Regions from separate parts of the Capra hircus genome. Here region 2 is linked to region 1. The links are chromatin contacts, called in public Hi-C maps. All regions are on one chromosome and are shown on one strand. Each heading gives the region's core, a stretch centred on a gene start, on an enhancer-like site or on the middle of the called end of the contact. The rest is flanking DNA. Distances are from core to core; before and after follow the strand shown.

Region 1 (3,609 bases), core at 183-2,682:
CACACCAACTTTGGAGCAATTCAAGAGTTAAAACCTTACAGTATTAGATTTGCTCAGGACGGGTCAGCACCCCTCACGCTCTTATGCCTTTGAGGATACACTCACACACACACCAGCTCCAGCTCAGAGAAATCACTCAGAAGCCCCCCAACCCCACCCCCATGACTCCTTTCAGCAGAGCACTCACACCTGGGCTTGCAGAGAACCAGACTGACGTTCATTCGTGGCAGGTACGTCAGCGCCCCCTGCTGGACAACGTTACTATTGCGTCTCTGGGACATCACCAAATGAGCAGAAGAGGAGGGGGGAGGAGGGGCGGAGAGGAAGGGGAGAGGGAAAGGGGAGGGAAGGGAAAGACTGGGAAGGTCATTTGAGGTGGGGAAGCAGTTTCTATTTTGAAAGGAGGGAGAGCGATGCAAGAAAGATCTTCGCCAACACGTTGACTCTCCTCCCAGCTCCTAACCTCCCCTCTCTCAGAACTCACAACCAGCCCCCCAAAAGGGGTCCATCCCACAACAGGGTCCTTCGGTAACAGCAACAGGCCATGCCCAGGCTGGGCACAGGAGCCAAGTTTGGGAACCGCAGCTCAGCCTACCTCCCCGGAGCCACACACATCCTACCGAACAGAGGATCTGCCGAGAAACTGGCTCAGATTCTGGAAACGGATCTCAGTGATTTGTGTGGCATTTCCAAGCTCTAGGCAAAGGAAACCAAACCCGAGGAAGCCCACATATCCCACTCAGCGGCAGGCATCCGGCCCTTGGGCCACACACCATTTGGTATCCAGAGCCTGCAATGGACAACGTCCATCAGAACTTTGCTGATTTCCTGTTCAGGAATTACAAGAGAGGGGTGGGGCGGTAGGCGGAAGAAGAAAGGAGTTTTTCATCTTTTTCTTGGGTTCCTAAAGGTATTTAAAGTACTTCTTTCTGGTTTATTTGTGGAATTCTTTTAAGAGTGATCCTGGAACCCAGTTTATTTATGTGGTTGTGTTAGGTCTTAGGCACTCTGCGTGGGCTCTGTTGTGGCGGGGGTTCATAGTTGCCCTGTGGCATGTGAGATCTTAGCTCCCTGGCCAGGGATCGAACAGGGCTGGTTGTGAGTTCTGAGAGAGGGGAGGTTAGGAGCTGGGAGGAGAGTCAACGTGTTGACGAAGATCTCTCTTGCATCGCTCTCTGTCCCCTGCGCTGGAAGGTGGACTCTCAACCACTGGACCACCAGGGACGCCCCTATTTATGGCATTTTGAATCGATGAATCTAAGCATGTCTATAGCATGACTATAATTTTTCCCACAGTAGAAACATTCAAAAGGATTCTTCCATGTGTGAAATTCCTGATGAACAGAAAGACGTAGATTTTGCATGGAGGCTGCCCGGGGTCATTCCGGAGAACTGGGAGCAGATGAGGTGGAGGGCGGGTGGCCTGCAGCACAGTCATCTCACACCCAGGGTCCCCAGTCAGTCCCCACCTCACTGATTAGCAAATCCTGCCAACCCTTGCTACCACTGGAGCCACTTCCAACGCTAGGTTTTCTGGGCTGAGTGGAAAAGTGAGGAAAGCTGTCTTTCCATAATATTAGCAACATTGCTTAGCAACAACTTTCAAAGCAAGAACCGGCAGAAAACCGGTTCTCCAAAAACCTATTCTGTCTGGCTCTACAAAGAACACAGTGGTTTCTTATACAAGCATTATTTACATACTGTTCTGTATAGTCAGTAATGCCTTCTGTGTCTGGCTTCCTCCGGAGAGGAGAGGACGTACTACACCTAAGTGAGAATTCCAGACAACAGAGCTTTGAGTAGCAAAACTTTTCTTTGCTTGCTTGCTTGCTTTTACTGTAGTGACCTTGGCTAGAAATTTCTGTAAGACGTCTTACATATTTTTGCCCACTTCAAATGCAGGTTTAATAGAATCTTTTCTGGGTGACTCAGAGCCATCATTATCAATATCACCCACTGTACTTGAGCTAAAACTGTTATGAACAACAGGTCATTGAGAGGAGGACCCATTTGTTTCTAGACTTAATGACTTCAATCAGCTGTGATGGAAAGATACCACAGTGAGGGAATAAAACTGAAAGATCCTGCAGTTAGACAAACCAGAGCTCAAATCTTGATTTCAGCTTTTACTGTCTTTGTGGCTGTGGGCTAGAAATTTAACCTCTCTAAGCCTCAGTTTGATCATCTATAAAATGGGAATAACAACAGTGTGTTGCTCCTAGGGTTCTTCCAAGGATCCAGTGAACATGTGTGGTTCACATAAAGACTTCTGTGAAAATGTTCGTGGTGGTTTTATTCAAAATAGACAGTCCAGGGACCTTCCTGGTGGTCCAGTGGTTTGGCCATGCTCTCACTGCCGAAGGCCAGGTTCTATCCCTGGCAGAGGAATTAAGATCCCACAAGCCACAAGGCATGGTCCAAAAAAGGAAAAAGTTCTTAGTAGGGGGAAACGGTTAATAGTGTTTATCTCTAGAATTATGATGATTTTTATTGTTGTCTTTGCATTTTCTTCTATTTATAACTAAGTGATCAGTTTTTATTACTACATGAACTGCATGTTCAGGTTAATAGCATTTATCTCTAGAATTATGATGACTTTTATTATTGTCTTTGCATTTTCTTCTATTTAGAAATATAACTACATGTTAGTTTTAGTAAGTTAACAGATGGATGTTATAATCAGTTAAAGGAGAATGCATGAAAAGCACTTCACAGGTGCTCTTCAAGTGACCTTTATCACTGTGCTATTTTGAGTCATGGCTCATTGTGACTGCTCCCTGGGAAACCAAATACAAATGTTGTTTAGTCACTCAGCTGTGTCCAACTCTTTTGCGACCCCTTGGACTAGGGCCTGCCAGGCTGCTCTGTCCATGGGACTTCCCAGGTAAGAATATTGGAGTGGGTTGCCATTTCCTTCTCCAGAGGATCTTCCCGACCCAGGGATCGAACCAGCATCTCCTGCTTGGCAGGCAGATTCTTTTACCACTGAGTCACCTGGGAAGTCCTAAACACAGGTGTACCTGGAAGATACGGCAGGTTCAGTTCCAGACCGGTGCAATAAAGCAAGTATCACAAGAAAATGATCTGTACCAATTTTTTGTTTCCTCCAGTGCATATAAAAGTTTTTTACACCATACAGTAGTCTAAGTGTGCAGTAGCATTGTGTCTAAAAAAAAGTGCACATACTTTAATTAAAAATCACTTTATTGCTAAAAAATGCTATCATCTGACAATGCAAGGTTGCCACAAACTTTCAATTTTTTTTAATAAAATGCAATATCTAAGAAACGCAAGAAAGCAAAGTGCAGTAAAATGAGGTTGACTTGTAACTGAGCTTGTCAAAAATGAGGGCAAGCATCGTGGGTACCAGCAAGCAGGTGAGTATTCACTTAACAGATACACAGATCTTACACATCCCGAACAGAATACGATGAGGCCACCAAGATGGCTGTTCTTGTGCTCTCTGTACATCCCCTGCTCAACCAGCCCCTGCTTCCCCTACACCCTACTCACATGACTGACCTTCCTAACAGTAAACACCTATATACACGTCCTTGGCCCCAGCAAATGATTGTACAATAGCTTATCAAAGGGGGTGATGGGCGTGCT
Region 2 (3,448 bases), core at 151-2,650, 130 kb before region 1:
TAAGTGAGAGCCAAGGGGATTGAAGTAACAGATGAAGAGCTATTCTAAGTAATGTGCCGGGCAGCACAGCCCAGGGCAGTGATGGGTCTGCCCTGGAGGTGAAGGAAGAACAATCAGAGGCAAGGGGAGAGAGGGCTGAGATGGCTTTCAGTCCTGGGAATTCTCTGTTCTGTTTCCACGTGCCTATGAGATGAGAAATTTGACAAGAAAGAGATGAAAGACGCAACTTTTCTTCCTGAGGTCATTTCCTACACCGTTTCTATGAATGATTCCACGGAGGTCTGGGTGAGGAGTTCCAAGGGAATGCCAGTGATTCTGACACCCAACACCACTCAAGTGGCCCCTAAAGAAATACCAAAACTAGAGACGGTTTCCTGAGCTGGGTCAGACCCAAGGCAAGGTCACAGGCACGGCCCAAACATCAGAACCCTCTCATCTACTGGGCTTCATGCCACTACACCTGGCCTGCCCCCAGCTTGGGAGACATGCGGGCAACAATGGAAGGGACAGGGAGAAAGAACTTGTGTTCCCAGCAAGGTTTGCAAAAAATAAGCTAATCATAACTGGCAGAGCTCTGAAGGCTTACTCGTGTGACTGACCACGACAGAGACCATGACGTGACTATCCCCTCCCCTTACCCAACAGTGCTGCCTCAAAGGCAGACAGACAGGGAAACAGAAGGCAGAGGCGAGTCTATCTTCAGCTTACACTTGGAAGGATTTAGGGTTGAAAAGATGGATTCCCGGGATTACGGGATCAAAGACGAGCAATGATAAAGTCTTGAAGCATGTCTCTTGGAAAAGCCCTTTAACTGGACCCCCTGGAGTCAAAGATACTACTGCTTCTCCAGCTGGAGGCAAGAGCCTGGACAAACGGCCTCAGGCTACTCTCCCTTAGACTCACAGCCTGTCTGTAGCTGCTGGGGCCATTTTATCCACTGTCCACAGCCTACAAGCTTTTTCAGATTATAGAAACACTTGAAATCTAAAAAATTAATTATTAACTCCTCGATACAGAAAAAAACCTGCAAAATCGAAAGCAACAGAGGCTTCGTTACATGTCTGCAATATACAGCATGATGGTAGCTAGCCACCTGCAGCTCGAGTCTTACATGAATTACATTGGCTGTGGGACTCAGGAACAGCTTGATGTGCTTGCCGTGATGGGGGGTTGGGGGAACCTACAAAGGTTTTCCCAATTACCTGGTACGGTCACCCCTCTCTTGGCTGGGCCAGCCAACCTGGCTCCCTCCTTCTTCCCCTTTCATCTCGTCTCTTATCCCTCATCCCCCTTTCTTCTTGATCTCCCAATTTCTATTTCACCCTGCCTGGCTCTGACCATCAGGACTGAAACAGATGCCCCAGGAATCTCCTGCCAGCCTCAGCAAGCAGCTTGGCTCCTACCCCCACCCCTGTAAGGAATCTCAGCAGCTGGCCCCAACTAGGCCAGCAGAGCCCTGCCCTGCTCTCTACAGTCCAGCCTGGCAGCCAGGGATGGACCCCAGGCTTGTCCGGGCCAGGCTAGCATGGGTGGAGTCCTAACAGAGTCGGGAACCAGGAGGCAGTGTCATGTAGCTGCTAAGAACAAGAGCCTTTGGAATCTGGCAGACCCAGATTTAACTCCCGTGTCTGCTGGGTGACTTGGGACAAACTGCTTTGTCTCTTTGAGTCTTAGCTTCCTCACATGTAAAATCACACCCATCGTTATTAAAACTGAGTGTGAATTATCAAACCAAGATTATCCTGCCTATAATAACAGCCTTCCTCACAGGGCAGAGGGCAGTCGTGAGGCTTTTGATGGGATAGTGTGCATTAAGCTTTCACTTTCCATGAAAACAGTAATACCAGCTAACACCTCCACTGAGCGCTTCTCGTATTCCAGGCCACATGCACTTTTCCAGGCATTATTTCAATGAGTTTTCCCACTGACTCCACGACAGAGGTCCTATTGATCATCCCTGCATTGTTGGTAAGGAATCCGCAGCTCAGAGACTTTAAAGACCGTGCCCAGGATCACATAGGGCTGGGATTCTAATATGGGCAGGTTCGACCCGACCTCACACATACTGCCACCAAAATGGCAGCTTTATAAATCATTGTGCAATGGGCAATCCAGCAGAACACGGACCTAAAGACCAGAAAACCTGGGTTTGAAACAAGGTTCCACCTCTCCTGTAGGGGTAACATTCCAAGCAGCCCTTCGGCCTCACTCAGTCTATCCCCTGGTGTGTGAGTGAAAAATATTGATTTGGTCAAAACGTTCGTTCGGGTTTTCCCAAAAGATACTATGGAAAAATCCAAATGACCTTTTTGACCAATCCAACAATAAGACCCAAGTTCTGCCAACTGCACAAGACGACAGCCAAGCTCAGATTGGATGATGGGTGTAAATACTGGGTAGACCAGCAAGCACTTGGCAAGCGAGTGACGATTAGCCTCTTTATCCCAAGTGTCTGTCAAAGCCCGACGTGAACACGTCCAGGGACAGGAGGTTCAGTACTTATTTTAGTAGCGCTCTCTGGTTAGAAAAAAGTCTCCGCTTTGCCAAGTCCACAAGGACTTGCCTGTAACTCCATCCCACCGGCCCTGGCCAGGTCCTCCACTGCCCTGCCAGTTGGGAACAACCCTTGCAGTTTCCCACACTGGCTGCCAGAGACCCCTAAGGCTTGTGTCCTTGCCTCTGCTATCCTGCCCTGGGGTCCCCAGCCACTGAAAGAGGCAGATGAAAGCGGTAATGTTCTTATTTTGCACAGGCTCCTCTCCTGCTGCTAACGCTTCCCCCATCTCTGCCTACCCGACCAGACCAGGAGGAGATGACACAGATCAAAGAAAGGAGGTAGAAGATGGCCAGAGACGCTGTTGGTGCTCCGACTGCTCACATTCCCCGATGCCCCTGCCCTCTGCAAACAGCTGTGATGCCCCTGCTGCCCACGCCCCTCTGGTTGGCACTTGGGCTCTGGGGTTAGGATCACGAGGACTTTGCCCTGCTGTCTTCCCTGGGTCCACCCCCACACACACACACCTCGCTGCCCTAGCAATAGCCAGCCACTCTTGTGCCTGTACCTTAAAAGACTCCAGGAATCCCCCATGGCCCCCATTCTCAAACTTGTCCTCTTCTGGGCCCAGTCCCAGCATGGCCTGAGTGTGGGCATGGAGTTCATCGTGAAGGTTGTCCAGGAGGGCGGCCCTCGTCCGGTCCTGGAAGGGAAAACAGGCGTTGTGAAGCTGGCACTGGTGGCAGAGGCGTGCCTGCTCCCTAGGGGGATCCAGACACCTGGCCCAAGGGCTGCTATTCTGATCAACTGCATCCGGGCGACGGTGTGGACCTACCTCCTGTCTGAGCTCCACACTCACAAACGCTGCAGCTAACTCAGGCCTTCTGCCCTCTACCCCTGCCCCGTTTCCCTGGACCATCCTGCCCTCCCACGGCTCTGCCCTGATGACTCCCT

Evidence for each region. Hi-C and Micro-C count contacts between places; a contact is called where the count stands out from the background.
Region 2: a Hi-C map of blood shows a contact between it and region 1, with 4 times the contacts expected there. The contact joins two enhancer-like sites. A contact is called at or near these places in 2 of 5 Hi-C or Micro-C datasets (blood and liver).

Annotation. Positions count from the first base shown.
Region 1 is chr19:23,502,099-23,505,707 of ARS1.2, reverse strand. The region is part of intron 3 of RAP1GAP2 (rap1 GTPase-activating protein 2); the gene reads right to left. Among named protein-coding and RNA genes, the nearest start is that of RAP1GAP2, 66 kb to the right of the region's middle. Within about 2 kb of position 1,432, at least 2 of the 5 cell types and tissues checked have an H3K27ac peak or open chromatin away from gene starts, as enhancers often do.
Region 2 is chr19:23,628,398-23,631,845 of ARS1.2, reverse strand. RAP1GAP2 (rap1 GTPase-activating protein 2) reads right to left here. Exons shown (of 26, transcript XM_018064418.1): 18 at 3,063-3,197. Among named protein-coding and RNA genes, the nearest start is that of RAP1GAP2, 190 kb to the right of the region's middle. Within about 2 kb of position 1,400, at least 2 of the 5 cell types and tissues checked have an H3K27ac peak or open chromatin away from gene starts, as enhancers often do.